Regions from separate parts of the Mus musculus genome. Here region 2 is linked to region 1. Evidence: chromatin contacts called from public Hi-C data. All regions are on one chromosome and are shown on one strand. The core of a region is the stretch at or near the end of the contact, and the rest is flanking DNA. Distances in the headings are between cores, read along the strand shown.

Region 1 (5,805 bases), core at 928-3,427:
GTTAAGGAGGCAGAAAAGTAAACTATAAATATTAAGTATTAGTAATACATGAAAATTATTTATGATGGTCAGTGTATTCAGTTTAACCTTTGGTTCACTTTGGTCCCCCTTTAAGTAGTCACTGGTCTTGTGATCCCCTGTAGTCAATGCTTACTTTAAATGTACCTGGTTTTGAAAAGGAAAAAGTGTTGGCCACGTCTCTTCCACTTTTGGCTGTCTGCATTTGATAACTTGCTTCATTCTTCTAGGGCATTTCTCAACATTGGCAAATGGAGATATTTGGATAGTGATTTTGGAACATACACTGGAATTATTCACATAGCTGGCTGTTGACTTTCAGGCTGGTTTTGACAGTTGCTGTGTGTGCTCTTCCCGAAAGTGGTCCATTAACGATCCAAGTTCACAGACCTGTGTAGAATTTCTGCATCTGACAGTCCATCTAAAGAATAAGTTTCACTGAAGCTCCATTTCAGTGTGTGCTAATTTTCATGTCCCTAAATTTTCTGTACACTTTGGCATCATTTTCAGCCTCATGCCACTTTCTCTGTATAGGTGAATATATTATATCCTGTGAAAATGTTTAATTCAAAATGAATTTCCAGTTAGAAATTTTCTAGCAGTTTTTCCTAGAACTTTTTGAACGTGTTATCAAACAGACTTTTTCTCGTGATTTGAAATGTCATTTGTGTTACAAGGTCTATGGTATTTGGCCTTTTTTGTTATATATAGGAACAGTAACTGTATCCCTATATGAAGTGCGTGTAACCATATGAAGTAAGATTGTCAACAAAATGACATCGACAGCTTTGGGGAATAAGACTAAGTATAGAAATCTGAGTCCTAGAACCATTTACTGTCTGTTGAGGACACCTGTAGCAAAATCAGTCGGCAGAGGACTGCCTTGTTTCCATCAGTTGGTCTCTTAAACTTATGTTTCAAGTGGAAGTGGAAGAGTTTAAAAGAAATTGTTGGAAATCTCCACCTGTAGAATTCCCAAAACCTTTGGAGACTTTTTGACTCCCACCTTTAGTGTGGCTTTACTGCTTCAAGTCCTCTGCATTCAACAGTAAATAACTGTCCCCAGCCACTGGCATGGTGTGTAACCTCCTTGGGGTAGGTTTGTGGCTGGAAGCACAGTAAAGGGATAACCTCTACTGAGCATTTCATTTGGTCTCAATGTGTGTGCTGCCACAGACAACATTCGAATATTGGGAAACCAAGACTTCCTGCCATCTGATATTATGCAAGTGAAACTTAATACCCAGAGTATTCGTTTTTCAGTGGCTGACTCAATTTTTTAGGAATGCTTTGCATGCCTCTTTTACACAGTTTTATCTTTATTTTTTTTCCCTACTTAATTTGGTTTAGAAGCAGATGATATGCCCATGAAGCAAGTAAACATCTGTTTTTTATTTTACTTGGTGAATTTTTCCAGTTATTTTATGCAGACCAATTAAGGTTGTACTCCCTGTTGTAATAGATTATGTATTTGTACTCGTTAAGAAATATTTCTCTTCCTGCTTTTTTTTTAATTTGGGCTATCATGTAACACTTTATTTTCTCTCCTGCTCGCGTCTTGTATTTATTGTATGGAAAGTGGACCCCACACGGAGTTCAACAGTTGCCTAGGAACTGTGGTTACCATGACAGTTGCAGCTTGATATATGAGTACATCTGGCTCTACTTCCAAAGCTATGAGTGGATTAATGCATCTGAAAAAATCTACCAGCACAGTATATTCTTTCCTTTTTCCCATGCATAATGTGCATCATTTCTTTGTAACTTTTCTAAGGTTTGTTAAGGAGTCATGGCCACGAAAAGCGAGGCAGCGGCGCCTGCTTATGTGTTTAGTTTTCCTATTCCAGGCCAACTTCTACAGAGAACACTCCATTAATCTACACTCAAGCCCTCTGTTGGCACTTTCAGGTGTGCTTCAAACCTAAAAGTAAAGGGACCTGCTAATTATATTTTAACCTCTAAAGAAGAAAAATCTTCAAAGAACAAGAGCTCTTGACCATTTGTAAATTGAATACACGTTTCTCTTCCTTGTCTATCAGTAAGCAAAAGGCTGCCTGTGCCTTAAGCTTTACACTAGGTCACAGCAGAACACTGAAGTCAGAAGTCCAAGGCTTACATAGCCTCTGGCCTACATTGGTGTTGAAGGCTGCATGAGTAGGTGTGCCCTTCTCTACTCAGCAGCATGCAGTAACAGTAGCCAGGTCAGAGGAAGCATGGCCGTGGTATGAGTGTGTAGGGAGGGATAAAGCTTTCTTGATAGCTTTGGCTTTCTCTCTGGGCTGAACTGAAATGCCCTCCTCCCCCAGTGTATTACTTTGGCTGTCATTTGACTTTGGCATGGGTTCTAAGTTCAGCTCATCTGTAAGGTGTTCTCCTCACCTGTGCCTAGAAACATGTCAGTCCAGTTTGTTCGGATTACAGGGAACCACGATCTTCACCATGTATTCTCGTTTACTTTGGATCGATCCTAGGTTCTACTTTCTTCTTGTTCGTAGAAGATGTACGGCTGAGCTCAGTTCTCATCTTTGGGCTTAAAAATGTTAAAACCAAGATTGTCACTAGCAAGCCACGATTATATAAATAGAGCTCAGTGAGTGAGGGGAGGGTGGGACTGACGGAAACACTGATGTGTCTGAAGAAGAAGAATGTACATGTCTGTCAAAGGCATAAATAGCATAGGCTTAAAAATTTGTCTTTTTTTTTCTTTGCACAAAAAAAGGGCCAGTGTGCATGTAAATGGAAACTGCTCAACCTCTGTGTGTCTTGTGTCACCTTGGGCTCTCCTAGATACTCTGTGGTGTTTTTACTCTCTGCTGTAGTCTTTCCATCAACTTTCCACACTAAATGAACTTGTCCATTGCTGTGTTCTTTTTCTCTGAGGAATAAAATTTTCTAACTAAATTTCCCAGAATCTTCAAGTTCTTATATTGCAAAACTATGTACGGCTGGCTTCTACCTAATAAAAAAAAGTTCTGTAGTCTGGACCTTTGGTTGGTGGTAACCAGGTCACAACAGCTACTCCTATTGAATGACTCCTGAGACCCAATGTATGATAGCAACATTGAAGACTTAACACCTGGCATCTTTCTGTGTGCACTTATTGCAACACAGGAATCCACACAAGCACCTTGTGGTGCAACAAAGAAATGGAAGGCTTAGAGTGTGAGAAAAATGTGTTCATTTGCTGAGCTTATTAACTAGAGGATATAAATGTCACTGTTAACTAATAATGAATTTTGCACAAGATATGTTTGATACAAATCTTGTGACCAACACAGCCACGTGGAATTCCTTGGAGGGCCTTAACTTTAATTAGGAACAAAAAGTCACAAGCTAATGGTGTTGATGCCACATGGAACACCTTCTGGATGATCTAGCTCTAATCTTATTGGCTTCTACCGTAGTACTTATTTCAGAAGAATGATAGGAGTGGTGTTAAAATTGGCAGAGGAGATGACTGCTCACATAGTGTAGGTTGAAGAGCTGCAGGCCCTGTACCTGATGTCTCCTGTCTTTTGCTCAGCCCAGTTGCTTGTACTTGATAGGTCACATCTGTTTACCCATTCCTTCACTTGGATGTTGATAATCTGAGTCAATCCTGACAAGGTAAGACTTTCCATGCTATCAAGGAGAACTCTTAATATGGGCTTAGGTAGATAATAATAAAATAATAGGTTTTTCTCCAGAGAATATGCTATTATAGAGCAGAGATTCAGATCTTTGGAAAAAGCTTTTCCATATTTTACCTGGAAATAGTTTATTTCTAAAAAGCTTCAATGACAAACAAGTGGCATGTATGTTTCCATCCAGTATAAAGGCAGTTCTCTTTGCATGTGTTTATACAGCTGTAAAAATTACACTTGAGAAAATAAACAGCAAAACCTCAAAGGGCTGACCAGTGTTTGTTAGGATATACAACAATTGTTCTTTAAAAAAAAATTCCCTTTCATTTTAAGCATTGCTTTTGTTCCAATGCAGTTATATTGATTTTATTACTGAAAAAAAAAAAAACTTGCTTACAGAGCATACCTACTTTGCAAATTCAATTTCTCATATTTCTATATTCCATTAATTATGAAATAATTACATTCAAAATAATTATATTTCAAACCAACTTGTGTGTCTAACTTGTAAAATTAATTTAGGGATCTTCCACCAAGAGTTAAAACTCAACCATCAGTCATACGTGAAGTTGGGACATATTCATAGTATATTTGCATAAGCCTAATGTCAATCATAAGATATTTAATAGATTTTATGCTGTTGAAAAGGTTAGCTGAGCATAATGTTAAACTTTCCTTGAAGAAGAAAGGGAATTTTAAGATTAGAGACCATTTCAAGTGGTTAAGTCCCCGCTAAACCCACCGTTCCCCAAATTTAAGAATATTCCTAAAAGCAGATATAATCCAAGATCTCCTATTAGAACATTTTGCAACATCATTGCAGTTGAGCTACACTGTTTCTCCTCTTTAGAACATTTCCCCCCCTGTATTTCTGGTTCATGCAGGATTTGCTGATTTTACTGCCCATGTTATGGTGTACCTGTGATTAATATGTAAGCTACTAACATCTCCAGAGCCAGTCCTCAGTACTGCTGTGGGCTACAGTACTGCCTTAATTCTGCCTTCTTCTGTTAGATTTTATGTCATTTAAGTAAGTGAATGCTAATCTAGGCATGGATTCAGATGGTCTATCTGCTATGGGTTCCCATCTGACCTTACCATGTTCTTTCACCAGCATATCCTATTTTTTCTTGTAATATTTCCCTTTACACGGGTCACAACATTTGTGGGAGTGTGTTCCTGTTTCAGTTGCAAGGCTTACTAATAGTGCACAGCCTTATCAGTGGCTTTAACTAGAGCGTAGAATTGAGTAGCTAATGATTAGCCAAGGCAGGCTCTCCTAGGGAGTTAGAAATCTGGCTTTCTTTTCATTTTGCAAACCCTTCAGACTTAAAAACAATTTAACCTCAGACCTTCTTTTAAAATTCCTGTCATGATTTGACTGAAGGAAATGAATTTTGATACTGAAACTAGAGAGTTGTAAGCAGTTCATTCTAATTAGGCATGGTTATGAAATTGTTCAAATGTCTATGCGGCAGTACACATTTATCTACTCGTTGCCAAGATGTAACAGACTAGTGTTAAACCTTAATTATTACTGGAGTCTTTCATGGTATGCTGCAGTGACTTAGTGGGGGTTTTTATGCAATAACCCAACCTTGGATGCAGAGCATAAACACAGTTGGGTTTTAGAGTTGATTCCAAGTCAGATTCCAGTAGGACTCGATTTCTGTTCTCTCCTAGGAGAGATAGATGATGTAAATGTCCTCATTTCATATCGGTACCTCTCTCTCACCTCAGTACCTATTATTTTCTTATTTACAAAATAATATTCCCAGCCTGAAAATAGACAACTGTTGTAGGAGTGCCAGCTGATGTCTATGAGGTAGCATGTGTGGTTTGCTAGGCTTTATTCCATTGTGCATGCATGATGTCATTTGGGTAACCCAGACCCTTTCTGACATAGATACTTTTCCTGGCTATTGTGCTTACTTTTTATACATGAGAAGGTTGAAGTTACCAAGACAATTCATGACATGTCTCCTGGCTGAACTCCGAATACTGACTCCAAATCCCATTTGTTAGTAGATATTACAGTATTCTATCTTCCAAATTGAGAACACTCGGTAAGCCTCTCTTTAGTCAGACAAGTTCACATTTAATAATACTCAATAAATTGGCTGGTCACTTTAGAACCTTATCATGTGCATTTCTTAAGATACCA
Region 2 (5,805 bases), core at 2,274-4,773, 140 kb before region 1:
GTCCTTTTAGATGTCATGTTTTAAAGAGGAGGTGAAAAAAACAAAAAAACAAAAAAACCAAACCAAACCAACCAAACAAACAAACAAAAACTCAAAAGGGCCAGAGGGAAGAGGGAAGGGCTCCTTTCGTAAATATCTTCAGGAAATTAGAATAAAGAGCAAAAGAAATGATCCACGCACTTGAAAATGGCATTCTGGTTTTTGTGGGGATTTTTTTTTTGTTTTGTTTTGCTTTTGTTTTTGTTTTTAGTTTTTGGCTTGGCAAGAAGCAGGCACTGGATCATGTTTGCTTGACAACTGAAAGCATCAAAAATTTTTTTAAAGAAGGAGGAGGAAGAGAAGGAGGAGGTAGAGGAGAGAAGAAGAAGAAAGAAGAAGAAGAAAAAGAAGAAGAAAAAGAAGAAGAAGAAGAAGAAGAAGAAGAATAAGAAGAACAAGAAGAACAAGAAGAAGAACAAGAAGAAGAACAAGAAGAAGAATAAGAAGAAGAACAAGAAGAACAAGAAGAACAAGAAGAACAAGAAGAACAAGAACAAGAAGAAGAAGAAGAAGAAGAAGAGGAAGAGGAAGAGGAGGAGGAGGAAAGAGGAGGAGGAGGAAGAGGAGGAAGAGGAGGAAGAGGAGGAAAACATCTCAAATGAAAACTATCAGGAGCTACCCCACATTTTCATAGTTCACTGGAGGGAACAGACAGGAGTCCCCATGTGAGGATGTAAAAGCCATTCCCTCCTGAGGAACTTGAGCATCAACAACAGACTTCCCTTTCTTCCCTTCCCAAACTGAAGAACAGAAGCCCTGAGCTGCTATGCCTTGCTCTGTTCTGTTAAGAGTAAACACATTCTGTTTGCTGCTTCTGTAGGCTTAGTAGAAAGATAGCTGACTCAGTAATCCTCAGGAGCCCTCACCTTGTGGATGCCTTGGCACAGGCATGGTGATGTCATCATGCTAATCTGTGCATCTCTGTGAAATGATGCACACTGCCTAAACTGCCTTTTTCCCTTTCTTTCTCTCTTTCTCTTTCTTCCTTCCCTCCCCCCTTCCCTCCCTCCCTCCCTCCCTCCCTCCCTCCCTCCCTCCCTCCCTCCCTCCCTCCCTCCCTCCCTCTTTTCCTTCCTTCTTTTTAGATTTCTATTACTATCATGTAGCTTCTATCTGGGCACATAGGAACTTGGAGCAAAGGGCAAAGGTGTTCAAAGACCCAGAGTAGTGTGTTTGGACTCGGCTTGGCTGAGTTGATTCCTGCCCTTATTATTGCCATGAAAGGACTAGGTGCTGAGTTATTTTGACCCAATGGCTCCCTTGTCCTGATCCCAGGCCAGCCTATAGAAGCTCGATGGCTTTCTACAACTTCAAAGATCCTACGTGAAGACAACGACACTGATAAATTTATCTTACCAAGACTTCAGCTCCGCATCACATTGACATGCCCCGAAAGCCTCAGGACACGGGGCATGTGCATTCCCAGGCTGTCCCACATTCACCTGAGCATTTCTGGCACACTATTTCCCCTGTTTGTAATCTGACTTTTGAAGAGGAAAGAAGATAGTCCACATACCAAAGATCCCCTGACAGTTTTCCTTCCACTTTCCGTCCTCTTTCTCTCTGGCAAGCACTTGGATTTGGCTATGGCCTCTGGAGATCTCACTTGGCCTGTTGCCTTAGCCTTAAGGTATAGTTTTCTACTCATTGGGGAAAAACTCTGTGATCTAGGGAAGTCAGGCATGTACTCAAAATGCAAGCTGCATCTTTCCTGGGACCTGCAAATGAGGAAGCATGAAGGTGCATCTTATGCCAAATACAGGATTTCTGTAACAGCTGTTTCAGTTTCCAGCACCTGGGAACACACACTCTTTTTTAAAAGCAAGGTAAAAAGCACGCACATGCGCGCACATGTATGTGTGTGCGTGTGCCTATGTGTGTGAGTGTGTGTGAAGGCACAGTTCTTTCTTGTTCTCTAAACTCCTAAGGGAGGATAGTTGTGTAATGGAGAACTGCCTGGGTGAAGATACAGCAATGCCTCAAATAGTTCCACTGTGGGTATCCAAAAAATCACACCCAGGAGTTCAAGAAACAGACCCAAAATGCCAGAGACAGGAAAGTATAAAGGGGGCTTCTTCCTGCTTCCCTTTGACCTATAGAGCACACAGCACACAGGTATAGATATATGACAGCTGGAACTTTAATAGACTACCCCAGGAACCAGGGAGGACTGACTTCCAGTAACAGAATCCCATGTGACTCAAGATACAGTGACTCAGTAAAGTTGCTATCAAAGTGGATTTTTCTATTTTTTCTTTTTTCTCTCTTCTTTTCTTTCATTCTTCCTTCCTTCCTTTCTTTTTCTTTTTTCTTTTCCTTTCTTTTTCATTTCTTTTTTTTTCTTTTTTTTTTTTTGTGGGGCGTGAGAGGTAGCTTGGTTAATGCCTTTCTGGGGACCTGGATGGATCAATCATTTCACTCCCAGTGTGGATGGACACTTTCATGATGTGTTTTGCAAAAATGATTTAGTATAAATTTCTATATGGTATGCCCTACCACGGCAATAACAAATACATGTTAAATACTGGCTTTAGTTATTTTTTGAATGCAAAAATTAATAGTTTAGGGTTTGATTTGGGGTATATTTTGTTGTTGTTATTATTGTTGTTGCTGCTGCTGCTGTTTGATAAGACAGGTGTACTCTGTAGCCCAGGCTGTCCTTGAAGTCCTTACATAGTACAGGCTAACCATAAACTTATGAGTCTTTTGACATAAACTCTGAATGCAGGGATTGTGAGCATGTGCCACCACACCTGATCCCAATAATAAATAAGGTTTACGATTCAAGAGAATTAGTAAGAATAAGAAAAGAATCAGCAAAAATGTATACATAACAAGAAAGAGAAATGAAGGCATTATAGTTAAGCTTGTGGTGAGATGGGCATGTGGAGCATGCATTAGATTCTTGCACTCAGGGGGCAGAGGCAGCTGGAGCTTTGTGAGTTCAAGGTCAGCCAGGTCTACACAGTGAGTTCTAGGACAGTGAAGGCAAAGTAGAGAGACCTTTTCTTAAAACAAACAAAACAAAACAAAACAAAACAAAACAGAACAACCAAACCAAACCAAACCAAAAAAAAAAAACCCCAAAAAACAAACAAACAAACAAACAAACAAAAAAAAAACAGAGAAGAACAAAACCCAAAACAAACAATGGCTTGAAAGAGCACCAGCTCAGGACAGAGAGATACACGCCGATCTAGGACAAACAGTGAGATCCTCTCTCAACTTCTTTTTCTTCTTCTTTTTGGCACTGGGAGAAGGAAGAAAATACTAATGAACACAGATTTCAATGTGAACTTTCAATTACTTAAACATTCAAGAGACATCTTACCATAGAAGAAAAAACAAAGTCAGAATAAAACTAGTGTAGGTTCAATAGTTATTAGAAACAAATGCCAAACCAGCCAGACGGTGGCGAATGCTTCTCATTCTAGCACTTGAGGGGTGGAGGCAGGAGGATTGTGAAACTGAGGTCAGCCTGGGCCACTTCGGAAGACCTTGTATTTACTTGTTTATTTTTAAAGTAAAACCAAACAGATACTAGGTGAAGCCATGAAAGTGAATGAGCTTCCTCAAATACCAAAATATCCAGGTTAATCCCATGCTGGGGAAAAAAATATTAACTCAGCAAATACAGTTCGTTCACTTAGAAGTAATTCTCTAACAACTGCCTATCAAACGCACCATGGAAGCACTATAAATAAAACCTGGCTGGATAAAGAGTATAACAAATAATAATTATTATCATCACTATTTACAGTGCTGAGGGCGGAGCCAGGACTCTCTAGCACACCAGCCAAGTCCCGTGCCAGAGAGATTTAGGCTTTTCCTTATTAGTAACGAAACATGTCATTATCTGCCAAAGGCTCATCAGCACCAGGAACATAGGTTTGTTTTCACCGTCGTGGTCACAGGAGGATTTGTTGGGTGTTTGGTTCTCAGCTCTGGTATTCCTAAGGTCCTATACTCTGCTCTGGAAGGTCATGCCCCTGAGAGAATTAACTGGACATATATAAGAAAATGGAAGGTGTAGATATCGGTACATTGAGTTGAAATGACCCAGGTCCTTTGATTGGTCCCAAAACTGAGACAAAGGCTCAAATTGTGAAATGCATTCGAGTGGCAGAAGCCTGGGTATGGGCAAGAATGATTAGAACAGCAGGCTCGCTTACAATGATGGAGGGAGGACCTGAGAATCCTTCCTGGCTTCATACAGAGAAACACCGAGGACTATAGCAGAATGAGCCTGCGCAGAAACACTGACAACTACAGCACAACGAGCCTGCGCAGAAGGTGCCACTCACCCTAGCAAGCCAAGGGCCAGTTCCCATCTAATTTCCTTACAAAACACATGTGTTTTACTCTGGCTAGAGGAAGATGGTGTAGCCTATGATGTCTTTGTGACTGTACTCCGGCCTCGTGGCTCAGGGAAGCGGGGAGTACAGGTTCAGGTTGATTCATAAAAGTCAAAGAAGAAAAGGCAGATTTTTGCGGTGGTGGTGGGAGAGGACAATGCATACCAATTATATAACGTGGCTTAAGATGCAGTCCATTCTATGAAGCACAGTGTCTATATAAAAGTGTCTGTTTGGACAGGCTTGGCATGTTACACACCATGCACGGACTACTAAAGCAGAAGGATGCCATTGCCCAGGATTAGGATATCCAACAGCAGAAACATCTGTGCACTTGTAGATATATTTACGTTTCAGAGAGGCATCTGTTTTTACAGTGTGCTCGACTTCTGGCTCTCTTGACAACAGTGACGTTAAGAGACAACAGAGAATTGTTACTGTGAGTTGAAAAGGTTTGATTATGCTTAGGCCAAGGAGTGGCGTTGTTAGGAGGTGTGGCCTTGTTGAAGTGGGTGTGGCCTTGTTGGAGGAAGTGCACTGTCGGCCTGGGCTTTAAGACCCACATCCTAGCTGCCTTGGAAGCCAGTTTTCTACTAGCAGCCTACAGATGAAGATGTAGAACTCTCAGTTCCTCCTGCACCATGCCTGCCTGGATGCTGCCATGCTCCCGCCTTGATGATAATGAACTGAACCTCTGAACCTGTAAGCCAGCCCCAATTAAATGTTGTCCTTATAAGAATTGCCTTGGTCATGGTGTCTCTTCACAGCAGTAAAACCCTAAGACAGAAATGGTCATGTTCTTTGTCATTTTGAAACACGTGTTGACTAAAAGCATAAATAAAAAGGACATCACCTTCCTAAACTGTACCATGCTCTGTGAACTACTTCATATTCGGGTGAAAAGTTTAGTTCCTTAAATAAGATTCTAAACTTTGACCAGAATCTCCTGTGTATCTCTACACTTGGGAATGATTAATCTGCCACGCAGTCCCTGAAGCAACAGGGTAAAGTGGTGAAAAAAAACTGAAGGAAACTCACCAAAGACTCTTTACAGTGACCCCAAAATAAAGGGACGTTCAGACTGAACTCTTCCTTTTTAAAATAATCTTCTTCTTCTTCTTCTTCTTCTTCTTCTTCTTCTTCTTCTTCTTCTTCTTCTTCTTCTTCTTCTTCTTTTCTTCTTCTTCCTCCTCCTCTTCCTCCTCTTCTTCTTCTTCTCTTCTTCTTCCCCCTCCTCCTCCTCTCCTTCTTCTTCTCTTCTTCTTCTTCCTCCTCCTCCTCCTCTTCTTCTTCTTCCTCCTCCTCCTCCTCCTCCTCTTTTTCTTCTTCTTTTCTTTTTCTTCTTCCTCCTCCTCCTCTTCTTCTCTTCTTCTTCTCTTCTTCTTCTTCCTCTTCCTCCTCCTCCTCCTCT

What was found. Hi-C and Micro-C count contacts between places; a contact is called where the count stands out from the background.
Region 2: a Hi-C map of liver shows a contact between it and region 1, with 2.3 times the contacts expected there. The contact joins two enhancer-like sites.

The regions. Positions count from the first base shown.
Region 1 is chr2:65,115,708-65,121,512 of GRCm38.p6, reverse strand. All of the region lies in intron 6 of Cobll1 (Cobl-like 1), which reads left to right. Among named protein-coding and RNA genes, the nearest start is that of Grb14, 96 kb to the right of the region's middle. Within about 2 kb of position 2,177, at least 41 of the 459 cell types and tissues checked have an H3K27ac peak or open chromatin away from gene starts, as enhancers often do. A contact at or near this core is called in liver, where this site is marked.
Region 2 is chr2:65,260,144-65,265,948 of GRCm38.p6, reverse strand. No RefSeq gene overlaps it. Among named protein-coding and RNA genes, the nearest start is that of Cobll1, 24 kb to the right of the region's middle. Within about 2 kb of position 3,523, at least 7 of the 459 cell types and tissues checked have an H3K27ac peak or open chromatin away from gene starts, as enhancers often do. A contact at or near this core is called in liver, where this site is marked.